7 separate regions of the Mus musculus genome follow, and regions 1, 2, 4, 5, 6 and 7 are each linked to region 3. A link is a contact called in public HiChIP or PLAC-seq and promoter capture Hi-C data. All regions are on one chromosome and are shown on one strand. The core of a region is the stretch at or near the end of the contact, and the rest is flanking DNA. Distances in the headings are between cores, read along the strand shown.

Region 1 (3,514 bases), core at 952-3,451, 600 kb before region 3:
AGTTGGGGGGCAGCCAGAGTCCTGACCTGACGGGAGCCTAGGGCCAGGCCTCCACAGTCCAGTTTACCAGCTGAAAAAAACTGGTCCACAGAAGACACCCTCTAGCCGGCTCTGACTTCAGCCCCTCCCCTAACTTCTTCTCTGGCAGGCAGTGAGAAGCCCAGGGAAAGCGACCTGCCTGGGTCAAGCCCTAGCTGGTGAGAGCACAGGGGGAGGAGTCAAGCTCTGAGGCCCTATCTTGACCTAGATGGTTGTCCTCAAACCAGGAACTGGATGCGATGACAGGATTCTGGACTCAGGATGCTACGGAGGGGCAGTCACCTGAGCAGGATGTCACAGAGAATGAGTGAGTTAAGGCAATGGCAGGATGGATCTGGAAACCAAAACCAAAACCAAACATCCAGACCAGGTGGTCAAATAGAAAGGCCGCCAACATCTTCCGCGGAGCGCACCGGCCTGTCTGTCTGCAGAGACAAGCTATGGGAACTTCATGCTGCTGCCTCACCTCTGTGGACTCAGCTTCCTTGCGCGAGGGTGAAGAAGGCGCGCCCTGTGGGAGGTGTCTCGCTGGAGACAACTTCCCGGAATAACTTTTTTTTTTTTTTTTTTTTTTGAGACAGGGTTTCTCTGTATACTCCTGGCTGATCCTGGAACTCACTCTGTAGACCAGGCTGGCCTCGAACTCAGAAATCCACCTGCCTCTGCCTCCCGAGTGCTGGGATTAAAGGCATGCGCCACCACGCCCGGCTCCAGAATAACTCTTAACACTAACAAGTTTCTTGCTACTGGGCTGGAGAGATGGCTCAACAGAAAAGAGCTCCAACTGCTCTTGCAGACGCCCTGGGTTCAAGTCCCAGCACCCACATGCTAGCTCATAACTATCTGTAACTCCTCATAACCCCTGGGGAATCCAATGACCTCTTAAGACTTCCATGGGCACCAGGCATGACATGCCTGTGGCGCACATACATACATACATACACACAGGCACAACACTTAAATACATACAATAAATATATCTTAAAAAACAAACCAACTAACCAGAGATTTCTAGCTTTAGGTGTTTGGAGAAGGGTGGCAGGGAGCCTCTACCTAGCTCTCGACACCCTGTTCTCTGGCTGAGTCTTTACTTTTTCAAAGCCCTGAGACCCTTCCCTCTCTCAGGCCGTGCTGTGAGCGCATGGTCCGAGGCTTCTCTCTGGACCATGGGCAGAAAGAAGGGTCTGTCCCCAGAAGGGAACACAGCAGAGGTGCATTCAATCAATGAACTCTGATGGATAAACAGAGGCCCAGAGGCTCAAGGCCCGGAGGCTGGAGCAGCTTGCCTGAATCCACAAACAGCAACTTTCAAGCTTGGTGCCCACACACCTGGGTAGGGAGCCATTGCTATCAGGGCATACTGGCATGCAGTCACGAATGGCTCCACACAGTACCTGGGACCCTGCAGCTGGTCACTCAAGTGACAAACACACCCAAGCATCTACTTAGGAGCTACCAAATCCTGTCTGGGCTCCAGGCATGATGTGGAGGCCGCTAAAATCTCATCTTGGTGGCTACCAACTCAGATCTCGGCCCCTGGGACCAGGCCCATGCCCAAATTCATCTTTCTCGCTCAACCTCAAAATAGATCTCTGCTCCTTATTTACAGATATGGGAACCAAGGTAGTGGGTTGGGGACAGGTGCTCACCACCGTCCAGTCTATAAGTGCCGCCCTCTGCTTTCTGGGACAGCCCTCTCCCTCTGGAAGGCACTGCGGAGCCTGGCTAGAGGACTAGACACCAAAGCCACCAAGGTGGGATAAGGGCACGAGGGGGTCAGGCCACTCAGCCTATCTAAACAGATCGTCTTTCTAGCTCCCGGAAGAGTCACTTCCACGCCCCCCCCTCCCGGGACTTCCCAGGAGTCTCTGCGTTCAAGTGTCTAACCAGGTCCACTGCAAAGTGTCCCTTGGACTGTGGCTCAGGGCAGCTAGGCTCCAGATCCCCGGCTTTCAGCCCAAGAGAGAGGGCGGGGCGCGATGAAGTCGCCGAGGTACAGGAGGGGCGGGAGCGGAGAGGGGAATGGAGCAGAGGTGCTCCGGGCGCCCCAGGTGGTCTTCCCCTTGGCTGACTCTCCAGTCCCCAGACTCACCTGTGCGCGCAACCGAGGGTCGGCCGGGAGGGTGTAGCCTGCAGTGCCGCTGGGTCCCCGCGTCCCGGGGCCGGCCGGTCCCGCCCTCTCTACTTCCTGCGCGGTGGGCGGTCGGGCGAGCGGTCGGGCGGAGCCGGGGCCAGGTGGGCTCCGCCAGCGGCTGCGCGGCCGGAGGGCGGGACGCGCCCTGGGCACCTGCTGCACCACCACCGCCTCACCTGGCCGCGCCGGCTGCGTCACCGCTCTACCTGGGTCCGCCTGCGTTCACGTGACCCGTCTGGTGGTTCGGGCGGGAGTCCGCCCTCGGGTACTGTCTACCCTCCCTCCCGCTCCTACGCCCGCTTCCTTCTGTGCCTCACTCCCAGGTCCGCCGCCTCCTCCAGGAAGCCTTCGGAGAAATCCCGGGCCTGCGGGAACCTGTTTGTTGAAAGAAAGCCCCGCCCTCTGCATTCTTTGCAGCTGGCTGCTTCATGGCAGCCCTGGCCAGGATCTCCCAGAACACCTTTCATGGTTTAACCTATCCACCACAACCTCATTTTACTGAGAACTCTGAAGGCTGGAAATTCTGCTAGCCACACAGATCTGGCCGCGAGTCTCCAGATCTCAGGAAAACAGCTACCAAGTCTATGTAGTGTCCTCAAGAATGAGGAGGTAATAACGACCCCCATGTTTAGGGGGTCAGGCTCCTCATGTGGAAAAGGATGGGGTCTGCACCATTGCCCTCCGAAGTGCTAATCAAACCTGAGATCCCAAGGGTGGCTCTGATCAAGGTGAGAAGAGGAGGGTAGGCAAGAGGCATAGTGAGTGTAAGAGCCAAGAAACGAGGGAACACGTCCAGGAGGGTAGCCTGAGGCGGAGGCACAGAGAACACAGAGCAGGGTGGATTGGAGGCGGAGGCTGGAAGTGCCCAGTTCCCATTGGAGAGTGGGGTCCTCTTAAAGGCAGGGGGGTCAGGACTGGGCTGACACGGCCCTGACCATCCTGACTCTGCCAGGTATGTTTAGTCCAGACTCACCTTCCCCAGGCTGTCCCAGGTTCCTGGGAGCTGGGGTTACAGGCAGACACCATTACAGCTATTTTTTTCTTTTTCTTTTTTTTTTTGATGATGCAACATTGTATTCAGATGGTTTGTTATCCCCAAGACCCCTCAGGGCATGGCCATCAGAGCAGAACCTCAACCACTCTGGGACAAGAAGAGAGACCGTATCTGTTAAAACAGCCACCTCTCGGGCTGATGAAATGGCTCAGCAGTTAAGAGCGCCGACTGTTCTTCCAAAGGTCCTGAGTTCAAATCCCAGCAACCACATGGTGGCTCACAACCAACCGTAACAAAATCTGATGCTCTCTTCTGGAGTGTCTGAAGACAGCTACAGTGTACTTACA
Region 2 (3,276 bases), core at 29-2,528, 770 kb after region 3:
TCAAATGAATAAAACTACATGACATAGAGAGGATTCAGGACTCGAGTATATCTCCCTATACCTCTGGTGGTGTCGGAGATACTGTTGAATTGAAAAATGTCTAACAAAACTGGTTCATCAGAGGCCCCTACTAGGCAGGTGGATGTCCTAGATGCTAGTAGAATCAAACAAGAATGTCAACTGAAGACACAGAGGCCAGGAAACCAGATCTACCCTGCACCAAGACATCTGCTGGGGGACATCATTAAGGTTCAGGGGTATCATGGCTACTAATCTCTGGGGAACTCTAGGTACACTGTAGCTTGGGGTTCACCACCCTGCCTAGGGCTGACCTTGGGTGGGATAATGACATTCAGATACTTGTTGCATCAGAAGCAACAGGCCACAGTGGAATATATAGCCAGGAGACATTCTATAAGCAGCCAATCTTGCTCTGTCCCCAAGCCCACTAGCTCCTTAAGAGCCTTCCTGGCATCTCTGCTTTTCTTATTGGTTCTGAACCCAAAGGAGGCAGAAAGGACGATTTCTCACTGCCCAGTCCACTCAAGCACATTTAAACAGAAACACAAACCCTGACACATCAGACGGCATCCTCAAGAGAAACAAACCAAACCCGAACTGTCAAGCGCTCACCTGTCTGGAGGTCCAGTGTCCCCCACCCGCCTTGAGAATCGGGCAGGAGCCCTGATGCTTGGAGACTTGGGACTGGCCTCCGCCGTGCTGACCTTCCTCTCTGAAAGCCCCAGGAGATCCAAACCTATGGCCAGGGGTGCTGAGACGCAGTTAACATCTGAGAAGGGACAGAGGCCGCTGGTCGCCTTAAAAAGCTCCCATGGGTCTGGTGGCTGGGACACGCTGCATCACCCCCACGCACCGAGAACGCGCAACGGGCACGAGCTGGGTCCAGGGGGAGAAGCACCAAAAGCCCGTCGCGCTGAAGGGCCGAGGTCAGCCAACAAAACCGCAGCCCCGTCAGGACGATCAGGACCCCTAGGCCCCGTGCCACCGCCCCCGTCGCTGGGAGGACGCCCGGCCCGGCCCCCCACTTGCCAAGAGTTTCCGCGCTCGTTCGGCCCAGGAATACCCGCCCCTGAGCAGCGCAGAGGCTGACAGTGGAGCCTCGGCTCGCCACCGAGACGCCAGCTGCAGCCCGCCGTCCTCCGCCCCCTAACAGTGTTTAGCAAGGCCGCCTCTCTTGCGCTAGCCCACCAGGGAGCCCCACCACGGCTCCCCGACTACAGTCGCGGGGCGCCGCACAGATTGCCGGGAGCTGTAGTTTGCAGAGCCAGCCCGGGGGCGGGACAGACGACTCCCAGGAGGCTCTGCGCGTGACGCACTATGCTTAGGGTCAGGGGGCGGGGCTTATAGCTACCAAGGCACCCCGAGCATGACGTACACGTCTGGTCTGGTAGCAAAGGGACCGACGGACGCGTTATGCATGGTCAGCGGGAGCTCTGTTTCTCTAAAGAAGAAACTGGAAATGCCTGCGTCTCGGCATTCTTGGAACAGAGAGGGAGCGTTGAAAGGGGATGGGCGCAAAGTCGCACCCGGAAGTGCGTGTGGGCGGAGCCAGCCCTGCACAGGTCTCCTGCGCAGTACTAGTTCCCAGGACGCTCTCTGTTGCCTTGGAGACAGAAGTTTCGGGTGACGTCTTGCCTGAAATGGGTGGGGTTTCCAGAGATGTAGCGAAAACGCATCCAAAGTAATTCTTTTGGCTTTTTTTTTTCTTTTTGAAATAAGGTTTCACTATGTAGCAACGTGTAGCAACATATTGCAACATAGCCTGGGCCTCACTATGTTGATCCTGCTGACCCCGAGCTCATGGAGCCCCACCTGCTTCTGCCTCGAGAGTGCTGGAAATTAAAGCATGCACTACCACACCCTGCACGACTTAATTTATTTTATAATCAGAGTTGCGCCCATCTTTTTTCTTTTGTTTTCCTATCCTCTATCTGGAGCGGGGTGGGAATCAACTCAGACCTACTGAGCAACCCCCTACCCAGCTACTGATTTTAGTCCTACAGGCATAAAGTTAACAAGCAGTCATCCTGGCCTTTGTGTTTATAAACAGTATACTGCCTTGATTTACATGTATTAGACAGTTCTATGAAGTTCCTCAGACCACAACAACATAGTTCTCCAGCAACTCTCCCCACAAGCTTTGCCCCCATGTGCAAGTTACCTCCATATGTATTGTAACTGTCCCCTCACCAGCTTGCTGTCTAGGTGTATTCCACTGCTGCACACTACCACATATGAACCCAGTCTATTCCGGCACAATCGTAATTGTTCTTTGTTCTTTTCTTTACATTTATTTATTTTTGTTGAGGGAGGGGACACCAGTGCCATAAGCTGTAACCTCCCCCAGCCTGAAACAAGCTGATCCAGACCTTGACCTTGAGGCCACTAGGGAGATTACCTGGGGTGGAGCCTTCCTGCCTAGATGGCTCTATTGTTCTGCCACCTGCCACTGCTCCTCCAAGACACTGCTACCTGCTGAGAGGCCGCTGAGATATACCTGAAGAACACCCTATCCTGCAAGTCGCCTACAGGCTGGCTCCAGACACCAGAAATGGACTGGCAGGGGATGGGCCTTCCCTGTTATGAGCACACTCTCTTAGTAAACTGGCGGGCCTTGAACAGAATCATGTCTTGGTCTCCATTAATTTCTCTCGAAGTCTAGTCTCTTTCAGCCCCAGCCTGCCTCCCAGGTGTAGGCCCAAGTGGGCCGCGGGCCGGTATACAACAATAACCTACATGTGCAGTCAGAGGCTCATGCAAGCGTCTTTGCCTGCTAAGTCATTTTACAGGCTATTTTTATTTTGAGACAGCATCTTACTTTTGCCCAGGTTGACCTCCAACACTGTAGCTCTGTAGTCCTACAATCTTAGCCTTTCAAGTGCTGGGGTTTAGGGACTAAGTCACCTCTTCTAGCTCCAGCCTAGAATGTGTTCCCAGGTTTCTAGTTTGTTTGAGTGGGTGGTTGGTTAGTAGATTAGTTGGTTTTTGTGATGGGGTCTCACTAAATGGCCCTGGCTAGCCTGAAATTCTCAGGTAGCCTAGGCTAGCCTAGAACTCACAAAGATTCGCCTGCCTTTGCTTGTTTAGTGGAGGATTAAAGGCAAGCACCACCGCCTTGGGCCTAACCAAATTGGTTCTATGATGTGCTAGGTGAAATAACATTGAGAAGATAGGAAATTATGAGCTTAAGATAGTGCAAGGACTTTTATTTTGGTGGGAAAGCCTGCTGAGGGAGGACTGTGGAAGAACTAGAGA
Region 3 (3,072 bases), core at 367-2,866:
GCAAAGACAGGAACGGGACTCAGGTCAGTCCCGGAGGGAATGCTGCAGGGATTCCCACCAATGCTCTCAAACCACAAACCTTGGAGGCTACATCACGAACAGGTTTTCCCAGGGCAGCTGGTAGGATGCTTAAGCTGTTGTACCTACAAAGACATAGATAGGGTCCCTAGTCCAGATTCTGGTGGAACACAAGTATCCACACCTGTTCCCAGTGTCCTGCCCCACCCACTTATCTAACCCAGGGCTCAGGCAGATCAGCAACCAGTCTAACTAGGCTCTACACAAGCCCTGAGAGCCCCCAGGTTGAATACAGCTAGCCTTGGGGGCCCTGGAGAGGTGGTGTGGAGTGTGGGGAATGAGCTCCAAGCTGGGTGTGCCCAGGGATCTCGCTTAGCCGGCACTGCCTATCATGACAGGCAGTCTGTGGCAACAGAGGACTGCAATGAGCCATGGCTAAGGCACTGGGCTCCAAGGTCCCTCCTGTTTATGAAATAGCAGACTTCTGAGGACAGGCCTGCCTTGGACCAACACCCATTAGAAGACTCAAAGAAGGGCTGGCTGAAGCACCAGTGTCAGTTTCCATGAGACAAACTGGAGAGCAGAGCAGATGGCAGTAGCAAGAAGGTACATAAGAGAGCGGTGGCCACTCTGTCCTCCTGTTGTCCCTGGTTAGACTCATGCCCACAAACAGTCACACTTACCGCTTGAAGCCCAGCTCCTTATAGATTTGCTTGCTCTCATCAAGGTAGAGTTCTAGAAAGGAAAGCCACAGCTATGTGCCCCAGGCTTCCTACAGTCTGTCCCCTCCACTTACTGTATCCAGCTCCACCCACCCAAGCCATGAGTAGCAAGGCAGGATTGAATGTCACCACTGCTTAAACGGGAAGGGCAAGAGTCACTGGGACTTTGCCACTAGGTCTGGGCACCAGCCAGGGCACAGGCTGAAGGCAGGGCAGGGAAGAGCTGCATATGCTGACACATGAATATGTTCTTGTTGGGCCTAGAAAGGGAGAGGTCAGCCCAGGCTCTGAGTCCGGGAAGAGTCGCACCTCCTGAGAAGTAACCACCATCCAGAAACTCCTGCAGGCCCAGGGCCTCAGGCCCCACGCCCACCAGGCGCACATCGTGTTGGTCCAGGATGCTCCGGAGGTTGCTGAGGTCCTGGGCGATCCAGCGGCACACCATGCAGCCGAAGCGTCGCAGACCGGCCACCACACAAGCTTTCTCCTGCCATAGGCTCCGCAGCTCCACAGCCTACAGAATGGATCGGTCAGGGGACATGGGCTCACCAACCCCCTATGCCCGGCAGCCTCACATGTCCCGCAGCGTGCTGCTCCAAGATTCGCAGCTGACTGGTCCTCCTGATGGTTCCTCTGTGGACCATGAGCTGTACCCACGCCCAGTACGCGAACTCATAGGACCCCTCAGGACCTCCACTCCAACCCATGTGAGTTGCCAAGGCTCTGGGCCAGGTATTAGGGGAGGCGTTCTCCGCCCTGCGCGAGCCAAATCTCACCTCCCCAGTCACTGCATGTTTCAAGACACACGCTCCTACGCGACCAAGGTCCACCACATTCATGGCCTCCTCCGTCCCTTTCTGCTCCACGGTCCCTTCTCGCAGCCTGGGGAGGCTCACTCTGTCCTGCGCAGCCTCTTCAGCCAGCCTATGCCCCGCCCATAATCCCGCCCCAGTCCTGGTGGGCACCACCTCCAGGGGGTTCAGGTCACATGACTGTGCGCTTGTCTCGCCCCAGGCTCCGCCCCTGATATTAGTATACAGGCACACCCTCTCTCCAAAGAGACAATCACTGCAGATCTCTTTGCCTAAGCCTAGGTTGTTCTCATATGTATAAGCTTATTAGCCAATGGCGTAGCAGGTAAAGCTCAATGGACAGTCTGCAAGCGGTGCGCCTGCGCAGAATGCGTTTGCGTGGCTCTCTAGCGTTTGCGTAGCTCTCCACTAGCATCAGGTGGTCCCTAGTAGTGCAGCAGGGTGGTAGAATTAGAGCCAAAAAGTTGAAACGGGGAATCGAACTCACAAATCACTAGTGTGAGGAACAGTAGGGCAGCCGGCACTTACAGTAGTGAAAGGACCAGCCTTTCCAAGTCTAAGTTCCTGCTTTGCATTTTCGCGAAATCCTATTAACTTCCATCGTAAAGTACCATTTCCTGCTGTGTGGATGTCAGTTTTTAAACTACGGGCTCTCATGTACAACAATCCAAAGGAGATAAACAGGAGCTCGCAGTGGTGTGTCCCTAGGAAGAGTAGAAGGCTCAGGAATCCACGTGTTCTGTCCTTTCCTCACTAAGTAAGCCCTGTGATGCTTTCTAGGGCCATGTTCAAGCATCTGACAGATGTAGAGGCTAGGAAAGGAAGAGAGCCACCACAAGATACCTAGCTGAGGCTGAACAGCCAGGCAGGAAGTTAGGAACCATACATATCACTGTGTCAAAAGGAGAAGCTAGAGAGATGGCTCAGTGGTTAAGAGCACTAGCTGCTCTTGCAGAGGGCCCACGGTTTGGTTCCCAGCATCCCTACAGCGACTCACAATCCTCTGCAAGTCCAGCTTGAGGGCATCTGATGCTCCCTTACGGTCTCTTCAGGCACCAGGCACTCACATTGGGCCCAAACCTATGCAAGCAAGAGTAGGCTGGGGAGGTGACTCGGTAAAATGACAGAGACCTGTAATCCCATGTCCTGGGGGAAGCAAAGGCATGAGAATCAGCAATAGACCTTGTCTCAAGAAATACGATTGAGAGGCACTGAGTAAAACACTCAACCGCTGGACTCCCCGGGCACACACAAGTGCACACAGGTGTGCAAAGGTACATTTTAAAAAAGGAAAGAAAATAAAGTTGCAGAATCAGGAGGAGCTGGTCCTGTAGAGCAACTGGTCCTGGAAGCACCACCAGAAGAAATCCAGAGATGGGGCTTCCTCTGCTTCCTGTTAAGTGTTGAGGGGTACAATGCGAGGGTCCCAGGAGCATGGGAAGATGTCTGCAGAAAGTGCTGCATGTTGAACAGGAAGAGCCAGCAGGCCCTTCCCTGAGGCTGCTCACTCACATATGCCT
Region 4 (3,036 bases), core at 131-2,630, 860 kb after region 3:
TTCAACAAAGCTGACATTTCAGGCTTTTAAAAAATTTTTTATGTATTTGAGTTTTTGCCTGCATATAAGTATGTATATGTCTGGTACCCTTAGAAGCCAGAGGAGTCCTTGGATGCCCTGAAACTGGGGTTACAGAAGGTTTTGAGCTGTCATATAGGTGCACAGAATTGAACACAGGTCCACTACAATAGCAACAAGTGCTCTTAGCCTTTCAGCCATCTCTGCAGCCCCCTGCAGGCTCTTAAAAATATTTCAACTAGCTAGGCATAGTGACACACGCCTCAGGAGGCCGTGGCAGGTGGAGCTGTGATTTCTCTGACAGCCTGGTCTACAGGAGTCTCAGCCAGGGCTGCACAGTCTTTATAAAAACAAGAACAAACAAAGCAAAATAATCAAAAAAATCCACCTTACATTACACTTTGGCACAAACTGTCAACATCAAAACAAAAATGTGTCATTTGTTGGGAAAAGTCCTGGCCTTTGGGATCCATCAATGCTAAAATCTGTCTCAGAGAGGATCAACCTTTACGGACACCCTCACCTCACGTTCCACAGTGGAATGCTATCATCCAATAGTAAACACGACATCTACTCTCTCCTTTTTAAGTGAGAGATTGCTATTAACTACCACAACACAGGATCGCCTGACCTGGCTATGACTTTTGGCCTGCACCACGTGGAGGCAGCTAGAAAGCCCAACAGTAAAGTAGGTAAGGCCAACATTGGCACAGGGTCTCTCCTACGACCTACGTGTTGACAGCTACAAGTGCAAGAGGGTGGCAGGATCGGGGTCTCCCCCAATGCAGGACGGCTATGACCAAATGTCCCATAAGCGGCCATTCAGGTCACCTGAAAGGTACGGCTGCGAACGACCACTGTGCTGCTAAGACGTCAAGAGGACCAAAGTCCTAAGGGCAGCAGCTAGTGCCTCCGAGAGAAACCTCCCATTTCCCAGGGCCTCGGCCCGCCAAGCCCAGCCCGCGCACTCACGCGAGTGCTCCAACTCGCGAGCCGCTTTGGCCGCACGTTCCAGGCCCGTCGGGTCGAAGTTGCTCCATTTGTCCTTGGGCGATGGCCGGTCTCCCGCCCCGCGGTCACCGCCGCCCTCCGCCCCGGGTTGAGCGGGCGGCAAGGGCAGCGGAGGCCCTGTGCCTTCGCCCTTGGGGCCCTTGATGCCGAAGAGCCACGACATGGTCTGCAAGCTCCGCGCGCCCTCGGCGGACCGTACCGGAGCGTGACTCGCGAGGCTCCTCGCAGTCACCACGCGCCGCGGGCGCGACTCACTGCGCAGGCGCGAGCCACACCCCTTCCTTCTGGACGACGGAAACCTAGGAGGGTCAAGACGTTCTCAGCCGCCGGATTGGCCGCTGACATAGGGACGCCAGTGGCGTCGGTGGCACGATTTGCCCAGCTTTCTAAGGAGGCGGAACTGGACAGAGCTCCTGGACCAGGCAAATAGGAGCAAAGTTTTCGAGGTGGGTGTGCCTTCATCCTAGAAAACTTTTTTTTTTTTTTTTTTTTTTTTAAGCAAAGGTGCTATTCCTCTGGGGTCGTTCTGTACCTGTCGCTATAGGCATTTATGGAGACGCCCCAGCCACAGAGCCCACAGACGATCAGAGACACTGGACTCACACCACGGAGGGTCAGAACTCTTCTGCTGTGAATCCTACCCAAAGAACAGAAGAGGAAGGGAAAACCTGAAGGTGCTGTGGGTCTCCCGGAGCTAATTTTTTCCGGACTTGAGATGCCTCAGGTCACTGCAACTAAGGGCGAAGTAATCGGGGTGAGACCTCCAGCCGGGAGGACTAGAGAAGGGGTCCCTGGCGCCCCTCGACCGGCCGGGCACCCCTGCTGTGACCCCACGCTTTCTCGGAGCCGGATTCATGTATATCTGTGGCTGCTTTGAGCGTCTCCAGGCCAGCGGCTCCTACAGCCAAGCGTGCATAAGAATAAGAGAGTTACTTAGGTCAGAGACTTGGGCGCCTCTGACAAACAATCCTGCACCATTCTGCTACGATTGCTCAGGCGGTGTTTTGAGCCCGATCCTCTTTGGTGTTTTGGCAACCCACGGCGGCTATTGGCATGCTGCTGCTTTGCAGTACAAGCCAGAAAGCCAAGCCGACTCCCAGAGCCTGCAGAGGGTACATTACACTCAGGAGCTACTTAGAGTGAGGGCTGGTGCTCCAGGCTTGTGCTTGTTAGCCAGTGAGCGCTCCTTGGGAGCCTGCTGAGCCAGGTGCCTGCTCTGGACCTAGGGTTGACCTAACCTTTGGGCAAGTGGAAGGTAGCATGGACAGTGGCAGTTGTCACTAGGAACCCACATTTACCAAAGTCAGCGTCTTGGGTCCAGGCATCTTTCATAAAACCGGTTGAGTTCACAGAATTGTTTGGACTGTTTTTTAACACTGGACAAAAGGCAATTTTAAATGATAAAAAAGGAAGTTGAAGGTATGTTATTAGTCGTATTTATTTTTTATAAAACTTTAATTTTTTAAAATCTTACTATTAATGATAGTTCTTGAGTGCTGTAACCTTCCTTATAGCCCACCACCCATCAGAGATAGTGGAAAAAGGATATGGGGGAGGTAGACCTGTTTAGAAATGGTTCTTTGGAACAACTCCTGTCTATGTTGTCTGAAAATCAACAGTTCATTTCCCAGGTTAACAGCAGCAGCTCCATCCATTCCCATACACTTCACAAACACACTAACAGTCCAGTTCGATAGTCTGGATAACAAACATGAATCAGCAGTGGTGACACAACCTAACGGAGACAGCCAAGCCACCGCCTCTGTAGGAGGGACCAAGAGGAATGCCAAGAGAAGTTCTCAACTAGGCCTCTCTCTTTGCAACAAAGATCAGCAAAGATGTGTTGTACAGCTAGCTCAATAAGCAAGTCTAGCTCTGCTTCCATCACTGTCCATCACTGTCCAGTGTTTCTTGATATAAGGTTTCTTTGAGCTCTGACACTCCTGGAACTTAAGCTGCAGATCAAACTGTCCTGGAACTCAGAAATCTGCTACATCCCAAATGCTT
Region 5 (3,500 bases), core at 676-3,175, 900 kb after region 3:
TATTTTAATTATGTTAGAAGTACAATTTTTTTTCCTTTCTACAGTTTCTATAATCTCTGGTTAGTATGCTACTCATCCTTGAACACTCTGTTAGCTAGCTAAATTCTACTTTATGCAGTTTAATATTTTTTTTTTCGAGACAGGGTTTCTCCGTATAGCCCTGGCTGTCCTGGAACTCACTTTGTAGACCAGGCTGGCCTCGAACTCAGAAATCTGTCTGCCTCTGCCTCCTGAGTGCTGGGATTAAAGGCGTAAACCACCACACCCAGCTCCTGTTGGCATTCTATTTTTTTTTTTTTTTATTTATTATATGTAAGTACACTGTAGCTGTCTTCAGACACTCCAGAAGAGGGCATCAGATTTCTTTATGGATGGTTGTGAGCCACCATGTGGTTGCTGGGATTTGAACTCGGGACCTTCAGAAGAGCAGTCGGCGCTCTTAACCACTGAGCCATCTCTCCAGCCCCCCTGTTGGCATTCTTACTTGGACTGTGTGGTTGGGCTTCAGAGGGAGAGGATGTGCCTAGTCCTGTTGGGACTAGATGTCCTAGGGTGGGGTGGTACCCAAGGGGGGGGGCTCTCCTTTCTCTGAGGAGAAGGGGAGTGGGTGAGAGTGGGAGGGATTTGTAAGGGTGGGACTGGGAGAAGGGGGTGCTGCAATTGGATGTAAAGTGAATACAAAAATAAATTATTGAAAAAAAAAAAGAAAAAACAAGAACCTACAAAAGAACATGAGAAACACTCAAAGACATAAAAACTCAAATTCAGAAACCATAATTGTTTAGTTTCAGATCCTGGGACAGGGAACTCAGGTACATATTTTACATATCAAAGCAGACCTGGCTTGCAGGTTCTCCCAGCATCCCTCAGTTCCTACCTGGCAAGGACACTCTGCCCCCAACCTTAAACTTTCCAGCCCAGGGACTGAGCTGCCCTTCCACCAAAGGCTCCTCCCTATGTAAGCCAGACATTTTGGCCAATCCTCCTCTCTCAATCCTTTGGGCCAAACCTACCTTTAAATGTTCTAATCTGACTTGAATTGGCTCATTTCACCTGTGAAGAAATAACCTATCATCATCAATAATATAAGCAAACGAACAGTAAAGTTAAAAAAAATTCCCAAACAAAACAATATGAGACCCCCCCAAAAAAAATCTCCCAAAATACCTTTGAATTTGTTTTCTGTTGGCCATCTGGACCTGGGGCCTGCCCTTAAGGTGTGGTTTGTAGTATACTATGTAAGACTCCCTGTGTAAGACTTTCCCTCAAGGAAAAACTAATTTTTCTTTTAGGAGCAGCTGGCAATTGGAGATAGCTTCTTGGTTGGGGATGAGAGTCCATGTCTACTTCCTCATCTGGGACCTGACAGACAAATGTTTTACTTTGTTGTTTTTTGAGACAGGGTTTCTCTGTGTAGCCCTGACTGTTCTGGGACTCATTCTGTAGACCAGGCTGGCCTTGAACTCAAGACATCCATCTCCCTCTGCCTCCTGAGTGGATCGAAGGCATGTGCCACCACCATCTGGCTTGGTGGCCAACTTTTTTTTTTTTTTTTTTTTTTGCTTTTCGAGACAGGGTTTCTCTGTGTAGCCCTGGCTGTCCTGGAACTCACTTTGTAGACCAGGCTGCCCTCGAACTCAAGAAATCTGCCTGCCTCTGCCTCCCAAGTGCTGGGATTAAAGGCGTTCGCCACCACCTCCCGGCGGTAGCCAACTTCTTACTCAGACCTTTACTCCAAGTAAAGCTGGTGAATAAGCTAAATTCTGCTGTTGTTTTCTTTCTTTCTTTCTTTTTCTTTTTTAAAAAGATTTATTATATCTAAGTACATTGTAGGTGTCTTCATACTCTCCAGAAGAGGGCGTCAGATCTAACTACGGATGGTTGTGAGCCACCACGTGGTTGCTGGGATTTGACTTTCGGAAGAGCTGTCAGTGCTCTTAACCCTCTCTCCAGCCCCAATTCTGCTGAGTTGACTGCGAGTCCCACTCCGACTGTCAGCTTCGCCTTCATCTCGGTAGAGCTTGTATCTCCCACAGCTCCAGGAGCTCAGCCCTCCACCCCCCGAAACTTGGCCTCTGTACCTGCGGGAGGTTGGGCTCCATCCCCAGGATACATCTTCAGGACAGTAGATACCTTTGTTCATGTGAGCCTTTGACTCAGACTAGCTGTCTTTGGAATGGGTTTACTTGATTTAATTTCCTTTACTTTCTTTTCCTTTTCTTAAACATACTGTTCACATGGCTATTCTTATTTATTTATTCATTTATTCATTCATTCATTTATTTATTTGGGCGTCAGATCTTGTTACAGATGGTTGTGAGCCACCATGTGGTTGCTGGGATTTGAACTCTAGAAGAGCAGTCGGGTGCTCTTACCCACTGAGCCATCTCACCAGCCCAATTTCTTTTACTTTCCTTTAGGGTCAACTGATGCCCACAGAAGAGCGGACCACCGAGTGTTCCTTGGCGGTTTCTGTAGATCTGATTTCCGTCCGGGACTGCTCGCCATCCCCGCCCGCGGGGCTTCCTCCAGTTTATGCTCTAACCATTCTCCCGCGTGCGGACGGTCTGGCACAACGGAACTGAGGGAGCGAGTCTAGAGGCGCCCCGGAAGACAGTGCTCGCACACATCCGGCAGGGCTGGCCTGTCTGACCGTTGACCCGGAAGCGCTTCTGGCAGCCGGTCGGGCTTCGGGAGCCCATCATGGTCTTCCTCACGACGCGGCTCTGGCTGCGGAACCGCCTCACCGATCGCTATTGGCGGGTTCAGGAGGTGCTGAAACACGCTCAGGTGAGTGCGCGAGTCGCGGCCCGAGGCGTGGGGCGGGGGTGGAGGGCCGCGCTGCCATCCCGACACCCTTCTCCCCTCTTCTTCATCCAGCATTTTCGGGGAAGGAAGAATCGCTGCTACCGCCTGGCCGTCAGGGCGGTGACCAGAGCCTTCGTTAAGTGTACGAAGGCCCGCAGACTTAAGAAGCGGAACCTGAGGACCGTAAGCCCGACCCCAACCCCCAGCTTGTCCTTCATCTCCCTAGAGCTAGGCTCTCTTCCAAACCGGCTTCGGGAGCTCAGCCCTCCATGCCCCCGGAGCTTAGCCTTCTGTAGCCGCAGGATGTTGACTTTCATTCCCGAGGAATTCCCTTTACATGTTTGGGCAAAAGTGGTTTTTTGTTTTGTTTTGTTTTGTTTTGTTTTGTTTTGTCATTTGTGAAAGCTGTACTTGTGCGCTGGGTTATAGTTCTTGTAAGTACTTATGAGCTAAGTCAACAGGGCCATAAGAAATGTCATTTCTGACCTTGACAGTAAGAACGTGTTCCCTAAAGGCTCAGCAGATATAGATATAGAGGACATGCTGGTCTTCTATAGCAACTCAAAACTGTCTATACTTCTAGCTCCAAGGGATTTGACTCATTTTGGTCTCCATGTGCACCCACCCACACACATCCTCACAGGACATATCCAAATATATACAAATTAAACAAAACAAACAAACAAACAAAC
Region 6 (3,107 bases), core at 564-3,063, 940 kb after region 3:
GCAGCCCAGGCTGCCTGCTTGGCTCCAGTTTTCATCTGTGGCTATTTCCTGCTTAAGGATGTGGTGGAGGGGGGTGGAGGAGGGCAGACTTCTGCTATCCATCGTGACGACTCTGGCCGGAAGCAGAGAATAGGATGGGGGGAAGGTGTTGGGCAAGGGTCCACATAGGTGTGTCTGGGGCATCGCCCACAGGTCTATCAGCATCTGGCCTGTAACCTGAAAGTAGGTTACTAGGATTCACAGTTTTTGAGCGTCCCTCAACCCTCAAGTGGAGCCCTGAGATCAAGGAGTCTGCAAAGAGAAGACCGTAGCAGAGGTGCCTCTTCCTCAGCCTCTTCGTGGAAATATCTCCCTCTCATATTTAGGATCCAGCCTCTGTGTCCGTCTATCACTTTCTGAATACTTTCCCACCACGATAAGAAACAGGATAAATGACAGCCTGGGACAACCTTGGGAGAGTGGAGAGGGGAGACAGAGATCAGAGGCAGAGGTCAAGCTGGAGAGTGTAGGGCAGAGGCAGACACTGTAGCAAATCAGGCAACACCATTTAGAGAAACATAAGGGAAAGCCAGAGAGGGACTGGGGGATGGCCTGCTGGGTAGAACTTGGTTTTTTTTTTTCCAGAATAAAAGTCCCAGGGAAGAGCTGGGGCCAAGTTCATGCTCTGCCTGGCCCAGATCCTGGAAAGGAGATGGCTCCCTTAAGTCCGGGGGAGGGGGGGGGGCTTCCTAAAGCCTCACAGCTGGTCCTCCCTGTTGTCCCCTCCCCGTCCCCCAAGAGCCAGCTAGGCTGAGGTTCTGGCTTGGTTGGGGACTTGGGGACCCCACCCCAACCCCAGGGACGGGGCCTGTACTGATTATATCCAAAGAGGAGGCCTAGACTAGTTAAGGGCTTCTGTGGTTTTCTTGGATTCTTTTCCTTTCTTGTTCTGAGGTTTGTTTAACTAGTAGGAGCAGGCTAGTACACAGTGCTACTCTGTTATTTCCCATTTGTTTATATGACTCTGTTTTCCCAGGGCTTCAAATTTGTGCTTTCTGTTGAGAGAGTTCCACTCCCTTCTCCTCCAAGTGGAGGTTTCTCAGCTCACAGTAATCCAGCCCTAGCTTCAGGACTCCAGGGTTTGCCTGAAGAGGGTGGACAGCACCAGCCATGAGGTCGTGAAGGAAAGTCTGACCACACTCACACTCTGTCCTCAGAGTTGCGAGGGGGTTGTCTGTTCTTTTGGAGAAGGGTAACATCATGTGTAGCTGTGGCTGGTCTGAAACTCACTATGAAGAGCAGGTTTGCCTCAAACTCAGCCATTCAAGCGCTGAATTCATGGTGGGGGCCAACATGCCTGGCTGGATGATTGGCTGTTCCCGCTCCTAAAGAAATCTGGACCACAATGCCATCATGTTGTCCCCAGGGAGCCCACTATGGTCCCAGAGAAGGGCATAGTAAAATCACCCTCAGTCAAAGTGAAATCAGAAGACACCGGATCTGGCAGGGAGAATACAAGAAGGTGGGGGTAGGGGTGGTGGTGGGGGTGGGGGTGGTGGGGTAGGGGAGCAGCCCAGGTTCTCTGGCCTGGCTGATCACATAGGAGGATGTCAGCGCAGAGGATGCAGATCAAACACCAGTTCTGTCGAAACTCAGGAAGTTTACCAGATGCTTGGCACCCGCTTGGCCTCAGGAATCTTCACATCCAGGCCTCGTCTTCTGTCCCAGGACTGAGCTACTGCTCCTCCCCAAGACTGACCAGTGACTGGCCGAGCCTCTACTCAGACCCTCCCACCAACTGGGCCCGGACAGGGTGTTTGCAGCATTATAGGCCAGTCAAGATGGGGGAGGCCAAGCAGTTGAGCAGCGCAGTGGGCGGGGCCCAGACCCGGCCCAGGGCTCCGTGATGTCAGCGGGTGCTGGCAGGGAGAGGGGGTCGGCTGTTTTTCTGGAGAGTTAGAGCTGAGTAAGACAAAGCACGTCCCCCGCAGGCGCCATGGAGCTGCTGTCCCGCGTCCTGCTGTGGAAACTGCTGCTTCTTCAGAGTGAGTGTGAGAGTGGGACTGGGCGTGGGGCAACGAGTGGATGAACTGTCTGGGTTTAGGTTGGGAGGGGTGGAGAAAAGGACTGGGCTGGGTGCTCAAAATAGCAATTCGCTTAGAGCAATTCGCGAAGCCTTCAGGTACTCCAAAAGAAATCCCAGAGGTCTTAAGTGGGGAGGATGTGGCCAAGGGTGCCTTCTGTACCCACATTCTGTGTGGCTCCAGGGTCAGCTGCTCAGGATGCATTCCTCCTTGATGTGGGGAGGGAAGTGGACTGGGGCTGACAACTAAGGGGCTAGTAGAGTCTTTCCAGCCTCCTTTTCAGAGCCCCCAGGCCTGTCCACTCTGGCCTGCTGACCAGGCACATTTTTTCTTAAAAGCCTGGGCCCTCAGCCACTTCTGCACAGCGGTATCTTGGGCCAGTGGTGTCAGGTTAGGATTGACTCCCTGTGCCATCTCTTGGGTCTCTGCTCTTGAGGAAGGCTAGCAGGGGAACATACTGCACCTAGGGTGTGTGTGTGTGTGGAGGGGTGGGGATGGGGGAGGGTAGGACAGGGCTATGAATGCCTGAGGTCTGAAAGTTCCTAAAAGCTCAGCACAGACGCACATACAACTTCTGTTTGTCCCAGTGTCATGCTAGAACAGCTCTGGTGGACTTGTTGCTGCAATGTAGCCATGGCTACTTCAAGTTCACACTTTAGAACAAGCCTGCAGAGAGTCACATCCTTTCCTACTTCTCGCTGCCAGATGTCTGGTTTCCCACTCACTCTCCCAGAACTTGTTAAGTGGGTAACATGGCAACAAACCTGCCATGACTGCAGGAGGCCCCAAGTGGTCCTGGGGTGCAAAGGTGAAAAATACCTACAGCGTTATTCCTCCTCTTCTTCCAGGCTCTGCAGTCCTGTCCTCAGGTCAGTATCCCCTATCCAGCTGTGGGCCAGACCCCTTCAGGGTCCACTCCTGTCCTAGTCCTGCCTCCTCTCTTGACTTCTGCCACTGACTCCCCCTTCCCGACAAGGGCCTTCAGGGACCGCAGCAGCCAGCAGCTCTCTGGTGTCTGAGTCTGTGGTGAGCTTGGCAGCCGGA
Region 7 (3,355 bases), core at 763-3,262, 700 kb after region 3:
GCTTTCTCTGATTCTGAGCCGGCAGGCATCTGGTTCCTGAGTCTTCATTGGTAGACTCAAATGACTAAGATTTTACTGTCTAACAACAGTAAGAGGTTTATCCACAGGCATGGCTAAAATTAATTAATTCAAAATCAAATGTGTAATGAACGGAGAGCTCACCTATGTTTTTATTGTACAAGCTCCCTGAATCCTTTTTTTTTTTTTTTTTTACAGAAACTGGCACACTTTACATTGTGCATGAAGTCATACCAAATAACACCAACCAATCATTGCTGCAAGAACACCTCAGCTCCCATAAGAGAACACCAATTTATGAGCAGCAGTGTTTCCTAGCGTACATATGTTTTTTTGCTTTTAGAAGCACAATGTTTTAATTATAGAAAGCAAGGACTCTTGATATTTTCCTACTGCTTATTAGTAGGTTTTAGGATTGTATTGTCAGGATCACTTTAAAAATTACTAGTTGAGGGCTGGAGAGATGACTCAGTGGTTAAGAGCACTGACTGCTATTCTGAAGGTACCGAGTTCAAATCCCAGCAACCACATGGTAGTTCACACCCATCCAAAATGAGATCTGATGCCCTCTTCTGGGGTGTCTGAAGACAGCTACAGTGTACTTACACATAATAAATAATTAAATTTAAAAAAATTACTAGTTGAACCAGGCATAGTAACACATGCTTGTCATCTGAGCACTGTGGGGTAAGAGCAAGGTCAGGGTCAGCCCTGGCTGTACATCAAATCCGAAGCCAGCCAGGGATACACCAGCCCTGTCTCAAAACAAAACAAATACAAAACAACAATGACCAAATAAAACAACTCAATTAAAAAATGCTTACATAGGTGCGCATAATTCCAGAGTGTGAGAGGCAGAGATGTCTATTTCTGTGAGTTCAAGACTAGCCTGATGTACACAGTGAGTTCCAGGCCAGACAGGGGTACATAGTGAGACACTATCTTTTTTTTTTTTTTTTTTTTTTTCGAGACAGGGTTTCTCTGTGTAGCTCTGGCTGTCCTAGAACTCACTTTGTAGACCAGGCTGGCCTCGAACTCAGAAATTCCCCTGCCTCTGCCTCCTGAGTGCTGGGATTAAAGGTGTGTGCCACCATGCCGGCTCAGTGAGACACTATCTTAAAAGACAAAAACAAACAAAGGAAAGAACCCAACAACAACAAAATTCTTGCGTAAGTTTCTGAGTTGAGTTTCATTTTTAAAAATCGTTAAAACTTGGCTTGTGGTTAGGACAGAATTTCCAACTGATACGGTTCTAAAACATACGTCAATTCAACAAAATCAAACACACTTTGGTTTTGATAAAATCAAAACATCAACTCTGAAAAATGCTGAAGATACTCTATGTCCAGTGGTATGGGATATTCAGTCAAGATTTAATGATCTGTGCGAAAATTTAAAAAGCACATCTTCTCATTCGTAAGCCAGTTTGCCTTTGCTTTTAAGTGGTAAAACTGCACTGTGCCATTGTGTTCTAAAGACTTGTTTTTTGTTTGCTGAGACAGGGTCTCTCTACATAGACCTGGTTGTCCAGGAACTCACTAAGTGGACCAGGCTGGTCTCCGGCACCGGGCAAAGAATTGTTTTAAGATAGACTTAAGGTTGATTATCAGTAAACGTTTGATTTGCATATGGAAAGGGTTTTCTAGTGGAAAAGGTTTAAGAAGCTCCAACTCACTGTGCGAGATCTGAAGGAGAAACCTTACTAGTTTTCAAACAACCAAGAAAAAAACAAAGGAAGGTTTCACCAAAAGCAGAGCTGAGGCAAGGCACAACCTCAAACCTCTCCACAAAATGACCTTCAGGGATAAAAGGGGCCAGGAAGCATCTCACAGCCGGCGGCTACTTGGGGAGATCAGGCGACAGAGCAAGCGTCCTGCAGGAAGGCGGGGCCTCTGAGGCTCGACCAATGAGCGCCCCGTCGCTATGCTGCTGGCCCCGCCCCCATGGTGCTGACCCCGCCCCCATCCCGGCAGCGTCCAAGACTCGGAGAGCACGGGGGTTCCTCGCACGTTCGCCACTGAGCGCTTCTCGTCTTGTGACTTTCTGGTCAGATTTTAGGATCCTTGAAATCAAGCCCCTGGGTCTGACCTAGAGGGCGGCACCTTCGCGGCCTCAGAGGATTGGCTCCTTCACCTTGGTCTCGGTGGAACGTTCCGGAATGTACCACAGGCCAGAGGAGCGACACCTGCACGCTGGCCCAGCATGGCGGACCCCGCAGAGGTGGGACGCTCCGGAGGCGCCCACAGGAGGCCGCAAGGCGGTGCTGTGGCCCCGCATCGTCGCCCGCCCCGTGGTTTGCGGTGGGCCGCTACGGAAGGTGCGAACGCGCCGTGAGGGTGTCCTGGCTCCCCGTGGTGGGCCGCGGTGGAACGTTCTGGAAGGTGCCATTGTGTGCCTGTGTGGAGTGTGTCCTTCCCCCCCCCCCCGTAACAGCTTCCGGTGCGTCACGTCCGGCTCTCTCCCCGCCCACCCGTGTGTGTGTCCCAAATCTAAACCCTTAGGAGGGCTGTGGGAGGGCTCGCGGCTCTCGCCCTTGACTCTGGACCGCTCTGCCTAAAGCTGCTCGGCCCCGAGGCGGGCGCGGGCTGCATCTTCCGTGGGCGTGGGCTGAGGCTCTGCATAAACTCCAGTGGCAGCCCCAGAACTGAACCCCATCGGGGGCCGGGGGCATCCCGTCCTGGAGTCAGCCCGGGTTGGCACCGGGCGCGCAGGTGGCGGGCTTCGCCGGGCTGGACGCACAGGTAGGGTGGGGACAGTGATGGGCACCGGGGCGGGGGGATCGCGGGCGGGCTGTGACTGCAGCAGGCGCCGGAAAGGAAGCGATACCCAATGACAGGTGCAGGCACCCTGTCATCTGTCGGCGTGTACTGATTTTGCCTCCCCAAACGTCTTATTTTGTGCCGTGGAATGGGCGACTCAGCCAGGTCCCAAGCCTCAACTTTATTTTAGCCTGCCAGCGGTTTTTCTCCAACCGGTACTTTTCAGGCATGAAACAGGCTCTTTGCAGCATTGATGTTTTGAACCCTTGAAATGCAAAATAAAACAAAAAGTAAAACTGCAGACTGGGGGTGGGGGTGGGGGGGCCCTTGTTCAGTGTTTGTCTAGTCGCCCGCTCATGGGATGAATGTACTCTATTAAAAAAAACTGGAAAATAATTTTTTGTGCTTTTTTTTCTTTTTCTTTTTTCTTTTAAGACAGGATCTTTACAGGGTAGCCCAGTCTGGCCTTAAACTTGTGACCCTCCTGCCTCATCCTCTCAGTACCGCAATTATGGGACTGTACTACAAGTATCCCTGGTTGCAGAGCACATTTGAAAGCACACCGAGAGAATTTTAAA

What was found. Promoter capture Hi-C pulls out the DNA fragments that hold promoters and counts their contacts. HiChIP or PLAC-seq counts read pairs in DNA pulled down with a chosen protein or histone mark.
Region 1: a contact with region 3 is called in a promoter capture Hi-C map of embryonic stem cells, with 4 times the contacts expected there. The contact joins the promoter of Arhgef16 here to the promoter of Prxl2b in region 3. A contact is called at or near these places in 2 of 39 promoter capture datasets (embryonic stem cells and liver).
Region 2: a contact with region 3 is called in an H3K4me3 HiChIP or PLAC-seq map of bone marrow-derived macrophages, with 7 times the contacts expected there. The contact joins the promoter of Mib2 here to the promoter of Prxl2b in region 3. A contact is called at or near these places in 4 of 39 promoter capture datasets (the C10 cell line, cranial neural crest, liver and 1 more) and 1 of 115 datasets of contacts at active chromatin or transcription factors (bone marrow-derived macrophages).
Region 4: a promoter capture Hi-C map of pre-B cells shows a contact between it and region 3, with 2.2 times the contacts expected there. The contact joins the promoter of Atad3aos here to the promoter of Prxl2b in region 3. A contact is called at or near these places in 2 of 39 promoter capture datasets (cranial neural crest and pre-B cells).
Region 5: a contact with region 3 is called in a promoter capture Hi-C map of pre-B cells, with 4 times the contacts expected there. The contact joins the promoter of Mrpl20 here to the promoter of Prxl2b in region 3. A contact is called at or near these places in 4 of 39 promoter capture datasets (erythroid cells, liver, pre-B cells and 1 more).
Region 6: a contact with region 3 is called in an H3K4me3 HiChIP or PLAC-seq map of bone marrow-derived macrophages, with 5 times the contacts expected there. The contact joins the promoter of Mxra8 here to the promoter of Prxl2b in region 3. A contact is called at or near these places in 3 of 39 promoter capture datasets (liver, pre-B cells and stem cell-derived epiblast-like cells) and 1 of 115 datasets of contacts at active chromatin or transcription factors (bone marrow-derived macrophages).
Region 7: a promoter capture Hi-C map of pre-B cells shows a contact between it and region 3, with 5 times the contacts expected there. The contact joins the promoter of Slc35e2 here to the promoter of Prxl2b in region 3. A contact is called at or near these places in 1 of 39 promoter capture datasets (pre-B cells) and 1 of 115 datasets of contacts at active chromatin or transcription factors (bone marrow-derived macrophages).

Annotation. Positions count from the first base shown.
Region 1 is chr4:154,297,694-154,301,207 of GRCm38.p6, forward strand. Arhgef16 (Rho guanine nucleotide exchange factor (GEF) 16) reads right to left here and starts at 2,202. Exons shown (of 15, transcript NM_001112744.1): 1 at 2,132-2,202. It overlaps Gm52687 (predicted gene, 52687), which reads left to right and starts at 1,951. Exons shown (of 3, transcript NR_168682.1): 1 at 1,951-2,032; 2 at 2,497-2,782; 3 at 3,274-3,514.
Region 2 is chr4:155,667,941-155,671,216 of GRCm38.p6, forward strand. Mib2 (mindbomb E3 ubiquitin protein ligase 2) reads right to left here and starts at 1,279. Exons shown (of 20, transcript NM_001369164.1): 1 at 634-1,279.
Region 3 is chr4:154,897,427-154,900,498 of GRCm38.p6, forward strand. It overlaps Prxl2b (peroxiredoxin like 2B), which reads right to left and starts at 1,617. Exons shown (of 7, transcript NM_025582.3): 1 at 1,517-1,617; 2 at 1,050-1,254; 3 at 702-753; 4 at 80-143. The coding sequence starts at 1,579. It overlaps Gm52690 (a long non-coding RNA gene), which reads left to right. Exons shown (of 2, transcript XR_003955190.1): 1 at 1-624; 2 at 1,005-3,072.
Region 4 is chr4:155,759,812-155,762,847 of GRCm38.p6, forward strand. It overlaps Atad3aos (ATPase family, AAA domain containing 3A, opposite strand), which reads left to right and starts at 1,381. Exons shown (of 3, transcript NR_027972.1): 1 at 1,381-1,475; 2 at 1,574-1,966. It overlaps Atad3a (ATPase family, AAA domain containing 3A), which reads right to left and starts at 1,287. Exons shown (of 16, transcript NM_179203.3): 1 at 991-1,287. The coding sequence starts at 1,192.
Region 5 is chr4:155,800,953-155,804,452 of GRCm38.p6, forward strand. Mrpl20 (mitochondrial ribosomal protein L20) reads left to right here and starts at 1,926. Exons shown (of 5, transcript NM_025570.3): 1 at 1,926-2,143; 2 at 2,421-2,790; 3 at 2,881-2,991. The coding sequence starts at 2,704.
Region 6 is chr4:155,837,867-155,840,973 of GRCm38.p6, forward strand. Mxra8 (matrix-remodelling associated 8) reads left to right here and starts at 1,814. Exons shown (of 10, transcript NM_024263.4): 1 at 1,814-2,024; 2 at 2,912-2,932; 3 at 3,040-3,107. The coding sequence starts at 1,976.
Region 7 is chr4:155,599,404-155,602,758 of GRCm38.p6, forward strand. It overlaps Slc35e2 (solute carrier family 35, member E2), which reads left to right and starts at 2,013. Exons shown (of 9, transcript NM_177186.4): 1 at 2,013-2,335.